2 separate regions of the Zea mays genome follow, and region 2 is linked to region 1. The links are chromatin contacts, called in public Hi-C maps. All regions are on one chromosome and are shown on one strand. The core of a region is the stretch at or near the end of the contact, and the rest is flanking DNA. Distances in the headings are between cores, read along the strand shown. Region 1 holds the start of LOC100383591. Region 2 has its middle 5.3 kb from the start of LOC103652331.

What was found. A called contact is a pair of places that touch in the nucleus more often than the background predicts.
Region 2: a contact with region 1 is called in a Hi-C map of tassel, with 2.3 times the contacts expected there. The contact joins the enhancer-like site here to the promoter of LOC100383591 in region 1. A contact is called at or near these places in 3 of 25 Hi-C or Micro-C datasets (ear, leaf and tassel).

What each region holds. Positions count from the first base shown.
Region 1 is chr3:164,031,934-164,037,618 of Zm-B73-REFERENCE-NAM-5.0, forward strand. It overlaps LOC100383591, which reads left to right and starts at 3,353. Exons shown (of 11, transcript NM_001176239.1): 1 at 3,353-4,067; 2 at 4,640-4,825; 3 at 4,957-5,172; 4 at 5,260-5,370; 5 at 5,640-5,685. The coding sequence starts at 3,465.
Region 2 is chr3:164,263,640-164,270,039 of Zm-B73-REFERENCE-NAM-5.0, forward strand. No RefSeq gene overlaps it. Among protein-coding and RNA genes, the nearest start is that of LOC103652331, 5.3 kb to the right of the region's middle. Within about 2 kb of position 1,597, at least 19 of the 20 cell types and tissues checked have an H3K27ac peak or open chromatin away from gene starts, as enhancers often do. A contact at or near this core is called in ear, leaf and tassel, where this site is marked.

The DNA.
Region 1 (5,685 bases), core at 2,103-4,602:
GCTAAAAAGGGATAGGGTTGAACACTGATGGTTCTCCCCTAGCCCCTGACAAAGCTTTCATGTCTTGCCACGATGAGGCCGGCACCTCCCAACCCGCAGGTGGGAGGGACGGTGAGGCTGGCACGACCTAACACATGGCTTAGGGAGCTGGTGAAGCCGATACTCCCCACGCCATAGGAGGAGGAGCCAACAGAGTTGGTGTTGGGGATATGTGTGCTACCGACGATGCTCCAGGCGTGATGCTAACGTTGGTCAGATCCCTCGCAAGGGAGTTTGCGTCAGCAGCCAGCCCAGGAGCTTCAACGGGGCATGAGGCGCCACCCGTAACGTGGTTGTGATTGCTCTGTCTCCGCTTCCTGTGACAAGAAGGACGGGGACGGACGTCTGGTTCTCCCTGAGTGCAACCAGGGGACCAAGTGGGAGGAGCACCATATCATACTCAATGCTGAGTGACATGAACTCTAAACTCCCAAACCTGATCACCGTACCGAGCCTCAGGGGTGGTGGAAGCTAGCCATATAGAGTTTTGATGGGAACTTGATGCTTTGCACGCAGCGTGCCCCTACCTGGTGCACCAACTATCGGTGTCTCGACCCGAGGACCTAACCAACTAGTGAAATATAGCTGTGTGCCCCTAACCTGGATGGTGATGCAAGATGACATAAGTCTTTTGTCCTAGTTTAGGCAAGAGAAGGCCCTACTTCCAGGAGAGGGGGGATAAGACTTATATTACTTCCACCTAAGTGTTTGCAGTAGGGAATACAAGCTGAGTAGGAGAGGGAAGGATCCCAAGTTTGTGGGGTTGATTGAGGCTGGTGCTAATATCACGGTGGAGGAGAAAACTGTGAAGTGTTTGCGTGCCTTCCTGATGCCATAGGCTATCCTATTTATAGCCACAGGAGGGGCTGCCCGGAGTACTAGAGTTGGCCGCACATTGTGAGGGTGTCACCGTGCCCCTATAGACGGTATGGTCTTGTACTTATTGTTAACTTGTGCCCGCTTGATTTCTGCTGAGAGCCGAGGCCAGGGCCAAGGGCTCGGTCACACACCCGAGCCCCCTAGCAAGGGGGTTGCCCATACTGTAGTGGTTGACACAGTACTAAGTATGGGAAAGAGCCCCTAAGTAGTGCGCTAGCTCTCTAGTATCTAATGACGTTGGATGCCTTTCCATTGCGGATATCGAGGTCAGAGCCGGGCTCGGGCGAGGCAGAAGTCTGCCCATGGTCACGACCGAGCCCGTTTCGAGATTCGAAGACGTGCGCACCATAGTTGTAGGAGTGCCTCCTGTGGGATTCGCGGGGAGCAGGTAGCCGAGGCCAGGCTTGAGCGAGGCGAAGTTTGTCTCGAGAACGGATTCTACTTCGGGTGAGGCAGAGTTTTGCACGCGAGGGCTAGCCTATACCCTTTCGTATTGTATGTCCCATCAGGAGTTGGGCGACGACGTGCGAGAATAGTGGTCGTATGCGTAATCATAGTTGGTGAAGCTTGACAGGACCACAGTCTTGTTGCTCCTGTACACCTACAACCCTACGTGGGGTAGGTATGCTCATTGAATGTTGTTGTCTCTTGCGGACTTCGACCGAGTCTTGCCCTGGGTTTGTCTAGCTCACCCGAGGTGGGCTCGGGCGAGGCGAAGACCTCCGTTCTAGGGAGAGGGGACCTCGACCGGCACGAGGATTCTCCCGAGAACACACCCTGTCTGAGGGCAGGCTCGGGTGAGGCGGAGTTGAGGGGGGCCTCGGGCAAAGGTGGCTTATGATACTTCGTCCTCGAAACATGCTTTGATGGTGGTCTAGGGGTTAAGCGTTTTTAGGGGTGTAATCTAGGTACCTCTAATTATTATACCCGACATGTTGCAAACATCTAAATGCAATATGTACCTACTATATAATATATCTATCTGCAATTTGATAATCCAGAATTGTATTTTACGTCGCGCGGAGTGCGCACGACATAGACTAGTATTAATAACGCCACATACTATAGTTTATTTATAACAAATATAAGTATATTTTCCATTTAAGGGCTAGTTTGGGAAACCCCATTTTCCAAGGGATTTCTATTTTTAGTACTAGTTTAGAAACCTTATTTTCCCAAGGGATTTCCATTTTACCAAAGGAAATTAGTTCATCTTCCCTTATGAAAATAGAAATCTCTTGGAAAAATAGAGTTTCCAAACTAGCCCTTAGAATTCTATTTTTCCAAGGGATTCCTATTTTCATATGGGAAGATGAACTATTTTTCCTTGGAAAAATGAAAATCTCTTGGAAAAATGGAGTTATAAAACTAGCCCTAACTAAACATATACTCCATCCGTCTTAAGATAGAATTCATTTTAATTCTTATTTATTATATCTATATTTAAATAGATGGTGATAAATTTAAACGTATATATTAAATATTGTATGAGTCTATTAATTATCTAAATCTAAAATTAATGTTAATTTAAGACAAAGAGAGTAGTAAATAAACATTTTCTTTACCTTGTGAACATTAAATACTAAAGTGTTAGGGATGTTTGATTTCTATCTTAGTGACTAAAGTTTAGTTACTTTTAGGGGTGTTTGGTTTATATGGACTAAATTTTAGTTCCTATATTTTATTCCATTCTAGTCTCTAAATTACCAAAAAACAGAAACGAAAACTTTATTTTAGTTTCTCAATTTAGCAATTTAAAACTAAAATAAAATAAAATAGAGGGACTAAACATTAGTCCCTAAACCAAACACCCCTTAGTTATTAAAATACTAAGTAAATGTTTGGTTTATAGGCACAAATTTTTAGTTCCCCATTTTATTCTATTTTAGTTCATAAATTGTCAAATACAGGAACTAAAACTCAATTTTAATTTCCGTATTTAGTAATATAGGGATTCAATGAAATAAAATGGAGGGACTAAAGTTTAGTCTTTATAAACAAACACTCCTAAACGAAGTGATTAAAATAGGTCTTCCAAATATAATTTTTAGGAACTAAAGTTTCTTTCTAAGGGCTAGTTTGGCAACTCCATTTTTCTATGAGATTTTTAATTTCTTAAGGAAAAATAAACTAGTTTCCCTTGGAAAAATAAAAAATCATTAGGAAATTAGGGTTTTCAAACTAGCCTTAAAATATAAGAGGATGACTGAAGAAACCAAACACCTGCTTACATTATTTTGAAACATAATTTAGTACACGGTTTAAATTTTCGTACAACCGAGGAGTGAAAAACAGACTTGTGCTAACATCCTTGCAAAACAGAACAAAATCAGTAAAACGACGGAAAAGAAAAGAAAAAAAACAGGAAAAAAGGCCCTCCCCTCCGTCGCCAATCCCAATCCCGATCTCCAAGCAAACCCACCTCCCCGGCTGTCCCCCACTCGCCGATCCAGATCTCCTCCACTCCAACCGGACGCCTCCGCCGCCGCTGGCATCGGTCGAGCCACACGCGCACGCCGCTGAGGAACCCGGAGCGGGCGCCGGCAATGGAGCAGCTGCGGACGATCGGGCGGGAGCTGGCGATGGGGTCGCAGGGCGGGTGGGGGCAGTCCAAGGAGTTCCTCGACCTCGTCAAGTCCATCGGCGAGGCGCGCTCCAAGGCGGAGGAGGACCGCATCATCGCGCGCGAGCTTGAGCACCTCAAGCGCCGCCTCGCCGACCCCGACGTGCCACGCCGCAAGATGAAGGAGCTCCTCCTCCGCCTCGTCTACGCCGAGATGCTCGGCCACGACGCCTCCTTCGGCCACATCCACGCCGTTAAGATGACCCACGACGAGTCGCTCCCGCTCAAGCGGACCGGTTACCTCGCTGTCGCGCTCTTTCTCGACGAACGCCACGACCTCGTCATCCTCGTGGTCAACACCATCCAGAAGGACCTCAGGTCGGACAATTACCTCGTCGTCTGCGCAGCGCTCACCGCCGCGTGCCGCCTTATCGGTGAGGAGGCCATCCCTGCCGTGCTGCCCCAGGTTGTAGAGCTGCTCGCGCACCCCAAGGAGGCTGTGAGGAAGAAGGCCGTCATGGCACTACACCGGTTCTACCAGCGATCCCCCTCCTCCGTCTCCCACCTCGTCTCCAACTTCCGCAAGGTCCGCACTTTTCTCCTCCATATTTTGGTTCTAGATAAATTCATGTTTTTATAACCTACGGCCATTTCTGTTCTAGATGAATGGTAGTATGCATTTAGAAATGTCCCTTTCCACATGCCTTGGTGTTTAGGCCCTGTTTGTTTACCCTCTACATTATATAATCCAGATTAAATAAGTTAAGAGGCAAACAATTGGAGTGGATTATATAATCTAGGTACCTAGATTATGATAATTCATAAGCAGGTCATTAGTTGCTTATTTTAGATTATTGTTGGCTTTTTACCCACTAATAATTTATGTAAACAAACATCTCTAATAGGATTATATAATCTATATAAAATAAGCTGGATTATGTAATCCTGCAAGGAAACAAACATTCTCTTAGTATGCCATTTTAGATAGCACAGATTGTAGCTTTGGACCGATTATGCCTGGACTTCCAAAGATGTTTTTTTTGCAACAGTACATTTTTACCTAGGTTCTTAAATTCTTGCAAGATAGAATAACTTTCCTTATCTTAATCTCTGCATGGAGCAGTGATGTTATTAACATTGTTGGTTCTTTCTGTGCAGAGGCTCTGTGATAATGATCCAGGGGTGATGGGTGCAACTCTTTGCCCCCTCTATGACCTGATTTTGGAGGAACCAAATTCGTACAAGGATTTGGTTGTTAGTTTTGTTAACATCCTCAAACAAGTTGCAGAGAGGAGACTACCGACTTCCTATGATTACCACCAAATGCCCGCACCGTTTATTCAGGCATGAGTTAAACTAGACATTATTTATTTGTTAGGTTGCCAAGCTGCCAGTGCAAATTATGCTTCTAATGGGTTTAAGTCTTCGGTTGTCGCCATGCTATCTGCCTTAGATTTTGTGTCTGTCATCTGCAGATAAAACTATTGAAGATACTTGCTGTACTTGGTAGTGGCGATAAACAAGCAAGTGGGCATATGTACACTGTATTGGGTGACATATTCAGGAAAGGTGACACTGCAAGCAACATTGGCAATGCTATACTGTATGAATGCATATGCTGTATTTCATTCATTTTCCCAAACCCTAAGATGCTAGAGGCTGCAGCTGAAACAACATCAAAGTTTCTGAAGGTTTGCGCATGATCTTTATTATGGAAAAATGGCATGCTGTCTTTTTTGGAGGCTAACCAACTTAATCATCCCTTTCGTTGATTTCAGAGTGATAGTCATAATCTTAAGTACATGGGTATTGATGCTCTTGGCCGGCTAATAAAAATAAACCCAGATATTGCAGAAGAGCACCAGCTAGCTGTCATTGATTGCCTAGAGGTGAGGGATGTGCCATGTGAAGCATTAAAAATTTATGACAAACATTGATTCTGTGTAACATGTTACTCACTGCAAAAAAATAAGTCAACCATTTTATTGTAGTCATGTTCTACTTTCAGAACTTAACACAAGGAATGTTTTTTTTTCAGTTTATCATGTCCAACCTAAGTATACATATTTCTTTTGTATCAGCGATTTAGCATTTTTTGTTACTGTGTTTTGTCAGTAGCACTCTCGATTTCTCACTCACTGTGCAATCCTGTGAATAGGATCCAGATGACACTTTGAAGCGCAAGACCTTTGAGCTTCTTTATA
Region 2 (6,400 bases), core at 347-2,846, 230 kb after region 1:
AGTACTATCATGGAGCATGGACCATGCTCACCCATCTGTGGATTTGTGCGGTTTCTATGGTTCAAGAAGGCTGTGAACGTACGTACGTACGCGGCGGCCTCCCCTGCCGCTCGGCTCGATCCCTGATGGTCCGCGTGCTTTGCTACCGTTGCCAGTCTCGCGCGCGGTCCTTGCAACCACGCCGGTGCAGCTTGCGATCACCCGTCAGCCAGCACCAGCACCACCACCCCCCGTGAGGACCCGCGGCTTTCTCGCGCGTCGCTTGGGGTTGTGCGCCCTGCCGTCCGGGCCACCTGCCCTCTCTAACACCCGCACGGCTGGCGCGAAGCGGAACGAGCGCGGCATCTCCGCGGTCCGTGGGATGGGTTTGTGCCGCACGGACGCGGCCACGGAGGCCCCCCCGCATGGCACGGGCTGGATTCGGGGCGGGGCGGACGCGGCGGCGGAGGCGGTGGTTCTGGCTGTCGGGGCGGGGAGCGAGGACGTGACAGGGTTCCGAGGCACACAGTCATCACACACGCGCGCGCGGGACGCATCCAGATCGGTCGGATTGCCGACGGGACGGGTGGATGGAAGGGGTCCCCGTGCAAGGGCTACGGTTGGCTCCATGCAGTGCCCCCATGCACACGCCTAGCTAGGTGCCTCCGCTGCCTCGGGTCTACGAGCGCCCGCTTGTTGAGGGAGCTCGTGGTCTCTATCGACCACCGCTCGCTTGCCGCCCGCGGTGGTGTGTACTTGGCCTAAGTTCTTGTGTTGTAGCTGTACTACTGTGCTTTTGATACAAAGACTACACAGCTGTCGGCTCGGTTCACGTGGCCTATATAGACGAGCATCTAGCCACAGGTCCAGATGACAAATTCGTGAGGCTTAATTAATTGCTGTTTCGCCTTTTTTTGATCCATATTAAATGTGCCTACTTACTATGCTTCCCGGTGCACAGCTTAGATACATGGATACATATATGATTGGATCTCGGACCCCGTTTGGACCGTAGAAATCAATCGATTATACACGGACAATACCAAGAAAAAAAAAACCCACGTACAAGGACCGGTTTATTTTCAACAGACCTCACACGTAACGGACGAACCTTGATGTTGAAAAAAAGGGAAGCATGCGGGTACTGCAGTCAATAAACCCAACCACAACCAACACATAAAGACGGGTAATAGCGCTGCACCGTAGCACGTTGATGGAACGAGGCACGCGCGCTTCAACTATAAAGACGGGTGATAGATGCATATGCAGCTAAAAGCATATCAATATGCCATACGGATACGGGCTAGGGTGCACGATCACCCTCATCAAAACACCGAGAGAGAAGGAGAAAAAAAAAGTTGTGTGCGGACTGTGCAGAGACCCAGGTCAACATGGCCTTCGTTTCAGCGGAACTCACGTCATCTCATCTCACCGTCATGATGCCCTAACAAGAATGAAATAGCAGCAGAATCGGGGGAACAGAAAACGGAAGATACTCTTAACGGGCTCCGAAGCGTCGACTAGTTGCCCATCAGTTTCTCGCGTCATTTGGGCCATTGTATTTTAGGCCCAATTTGTCCTCGTCCACACGCGGTCAGCCCGAACAAGCAATTGCAAGACAGGAGGCCCATCAAAGTAGCCCGGCTCGTAACATGTCATGTCACCCCCTCGGTCGTCCACTGGAGAGCCTCCTGCTGCTCGGCGCCGTTGATTTCCAGTTTGTTTTCAGCGAAATTCAGGCTCATACCTTCTCTGTGACTCTATGTCTGTGCACGGTGCGCTGCATACTTGTCTTGAAGCCTTTCCTCATATAAAAACAAAAAATGTTCAGCTGCGGGAGTTCGACATGTGCAACGCCAAGAACGAGGTGGCTGTTGCAATTGCAATCGAGCCCAATTTCCCGGAGTGCTTCAACAGCATGGCGAGTGCATGGAGGGGTGAGGCCAGTCTTCATGTGTCCAATAAAAATATCCGTAAATATATAGATGGTCAAGGATTAAATTTGTTTTTGGTGTAGATGTGACTTTCCCTCTGTTGGCTGCTAGAAAAACAGAAGCAAATAATATACCAATCTTGTGTATGGCTTCTTAGTCTCACCTACAATGGCCACACCACTGGTACATAGATATGAAAGTTTAGACCGGACTATTTAAAGCTGACATGGCATGACACTGTATAAAAATAAGAGTCCAAATTACGACCCGACACGAAAAAGAATGAGTTGTGCAAGTACGACCCGAACTGTCAGGTCGTACCGTGTCTCAAACTTAGTCATAATGGGCCACACAACACAACACGACTAGAAGAGCCGTGTTTGTAACGGCACGGAACCAAAAGAGGCACATATTAGAAAACTAGTGTTTAAATGGTTATTCAATACTATAATAACACTTATTTAATATAATAAAAAATTTCTAGTACCAAAAAACATCCGGATAGGCATATATGTTCGAGAAAAGTTTAATATAGAAACATATTTAGCGATTAATCTAATAACACTTATTTAATGTAATAAAAATCGTCTTTTTTATCTATAAACTTGATCGAACTTTCCGTAAAAGTGAAATCTGTTCACCTGTTCATTCGGTGTTCTTTTCTTTTCTTTTTTTTTTCAATTGCTCACTGTGGATCGGATATACGTCCACTCAGATCAATCGAATAATAAAAGTCCAAATCCAGCCGATCAGATTCGAAAGAAATGTATCATTGCACCGACTATATAGCAGGCCCAGGGACACGTACGCCTGCACATATAAACAGCAGAATCATTGCACGGCCACGAATTAATTAAATATTAGTGAAAGCAGCCTGCCCATATGTATGCTTGATCGGCAATGATCCTAGAATGATAGAAATCCATCACATCAAATGTTGATTGGGCGTGAAACCGGAAGCGGCGGCACAACGCGCAAAAATATCTCTTTCTTCACCATTCTCTACTGGTTCAGCCGGTCATGTATGACTGTTTTTTTTTTCTTGAGCAAAAGTGAGATGTCTAGTTTATTTACTATACATAGGCCGTATTAAATTTGCTGAGACCAAAAGTTAAAGGGATTTGCTCAGAAGGTACAGATCTCATTGGTGTGCAAATCAAGGGTCCAAATCCCAAATCAAATAGACATTTTGTCTCGTCTCCAACAGACTCTTTATTTTTTACTATCTATTTTTTTCATAAAGATTATAATTTATATATAATATTTCACTCCAATAGACTATATATCTATTTTGACTAGTTAGGTGGCTAGCCAAATTTAGCGAATGAAAGAGCCAATTTAGAGAGTCAAATAGTTTGATGAGTCAGACATCTAGTGTGTTGGAGTTATTTTGCTCTTGATTAGCCAAAATTTGACTTGATTAGCCATTTAGCTAACACTCCATTGTGTTAGTGCTTCCTAGCTAGTTTCCGCGCGTTTGGCAAAGTCTAAGCAAGAGGGTCATATCTGATCCGAAACGGAACGGAAAAGGCCCGAGCAGTCTGCTGCTGGGGGACAATATCATGAAACCCATTTGGGTATTCTAATCTTTTATATATAATCTCTCCCCCACACCCCAATCCGCAACCTTACTTTAAGTTCTATTATTGGAGCTAGCATATTTTATCCTCTCTTCTTCTTTCTTTTTTTTTTCGTGTGCGGACCTAACTGGAGAGCGACACATACTGATCATGGATTCATGGCAACCGAAAAAAATAGAGAAAACACATACTTTCTTCTGGTTAATTAGGGTCTCAGTGTCATGAATGGCTTAACACATGCATCCGCGCTAAACGTCCAATGTCACGTCAGTGTACCGTGCAATAACGCAGCTTTTTTTAATGCATAATACAAAAGGCATATATTCATGTATGCATGGAGCCATGGAATGTATACTTTTTTCCCATAAACCAAGATCACCTCATAGGGGTAAGAGATAGGATGTCAAACAAACCTTAACCCTTCAAATTATAGATCCAATACAAAAATAAAGTAATTAATAATAAATAATCCATATCTCCCAAATTATAGTTCTTTCTATAGCCCTCTTATTTTACGTCCATATTAGAATGAATGATAATAGATATAGACATACATATAAACTACATCCATAAGTTAATTAATGAATGTATGTTTAGAGCATGTTTGGATCCACTCTGGTTTTAAAAAACTAGTTTCTAGACTTAGTTTCAAGAAACTGGTTTTTAGAAGAAGAAAAAAACTGGATACAAGTGTTTGGATCCACTCGTTTTAAAAAGCTGGTTTCTAATTTTTCCTTTAACAATGACAATCATACCCTTTGTTTGTTTAGAGAATGTTGGCTTAGTTCTCCTCAATTTACTTCCCTCTACCCTCGCATCATATAACTGCCGGCTGGTTCACGCTGCATATGGTTCACATGCATTTACCGGCTGGTTCTCGCGTCATATAACTGACGGACTGCGGATCAGCCGCGAGGACGGATCGCACTAGAGAGAGAAGAAGGCGCACGATTAACGGTTGGAAAGGAGTGGCATTTCTTAGTAATTTGTTCTTTCTTATAAAGGGTAACGGGTAATTAGGCACAAAAAAACTGGTTTTAGTTGAGCATAACCAGATTCTTAATTGGTTTTTAAGAAACCAGAAACTAGTTTTCAGAAACTAAATAAAACTTGATTTGTTTGGAGGCCTTCTAGCTTTTAAAAACCTGTTTCTAAAAATCCCGATGGAACCAAACAGTGTCTTAGTCTAAAATGAATTATATATTTATACCAGATGGAGTAACTACAATATTTATATTTTAAAAACTAAAAATGCCGGAAATCTCCCTGAACCTCCTGCTTTGTTATGTGTGTAGACAACCTTCCTATATTTTCACCCATGACTAGCGTAAAAGCATACATAAATTGTTTTCTAAAAGATATTAGAAAAGGTTGAAATTACAATATTTAGATGTGTGCGCAGAATCAGTTAGTGTTTCAGATTTCTTGCGAGATTTGTTAGCTAAACCTGCGAGATTAACTCGAGAACCGATTTGTAACGGATCTAGACCTCCCCATTTATATAGATAAAGTGTTACGGTCGATTGAACCCACACAATCAATCCAATCAAATCTACTTATCATTTTTACCTTATGCATTAGAAGTAGTTCTAGTTTAACCCCCTAGTTTAGCCTCCCTATACCTTGAATCTTCACCTCTCTTCGGCTCTACGTCGACTAGAGGCGTCTTGTGTTGCCTGCCGACACTAAGACACATCCTAGAATCTTTTCCCTCCGACGGGGTCCCTAAGACCCGGGAGGTGAGATCTAGGTCTGCTAAGAAGACGACGACGCTCTGTATTATCGCGGACCGTCCGAGCCTCAAGCGTGGACCGTCCGGACGTACGCGGAGGAGGAACCGCTCCTGTGCCAAGTCGTGGACCGTCTGATCCTGTACCGCGGACCGTCCGCACCTGGGTGCATCGTCAGGTGGTTCGTTTTAGTGTTTAACGTCCAGATCGACCCAACACATACAAATAGAGGAGCGTGGATATATAGTAGGAGAGAGATTGCTGGCGTGACGTGAAAGCAGTGGTAGACCTAGAATTCAAACACAGCTAAGGTAAGTTTACATTGTGATCCTCAGCATGTGTGCGTGCATGCACTACGTACGCTGCTTGCTTGTTTCTGCCTAGGCTTGCTTTCTTTAAGTGAAGTAGGCTAGTATATTTCGACTTGATATGCACTATTCAGTCGGCGAGATAGCCCAAGCCAAGCCATGGCCTGCTCTGCCTGGTTGATAGATCCGCTACTGCGTGAAAATGGGGTATATGGAATGGAATTTAGAGTGAACCGCTGAAGACAGTCACATGGCGTGATTTATTACGGACGTGGACGCCTTCCTCTCACAGTAGATAAGATCGCAACGTCGTCAACGTCGTGACTGTCACGTTAAATGGTCGATTGCTAGGGACCTGGAGTAGGTGACCGGCTGACCACCCGCCTGGCTGAAGCTACCTCTTCGCGGCCGCACGGGCCGCCGTGGCACTGACTGTTCCGATTAGGCCTGGGCATTCGGTTCTTCGGTTCGGTTCCTCGGTTCTTGTAGAAATTCGGTTCTTCAAAAACTAGAACCGAAATAGCAAGATAAAGAAATCAGAACTGACTAGTTCGGTTCTCGGTTCTTCGGTTCGGTTCCTCGGTTCTAACCGAACTGTAACAGCCACTCTAAAATTATGAATAACGACAACTTTTGTGAGAAATTTCAGCAACATCTCCCCACAAACAACGACAAGTGCACAATGACTATAATTTCATAGATAATACATTGATGATTAGAGGTTCAACATAAGTCGATAACACAACATCCGAAGTTACAAACACATGTAACAAATTGAATCTATTACTTTTGGGTTTTTCGGTTCTTTCGGTTCTTTCGGTTCTTTGGAGTGCAGAACCGAAAATATCTCATTTATTTCGGTTCTCAAA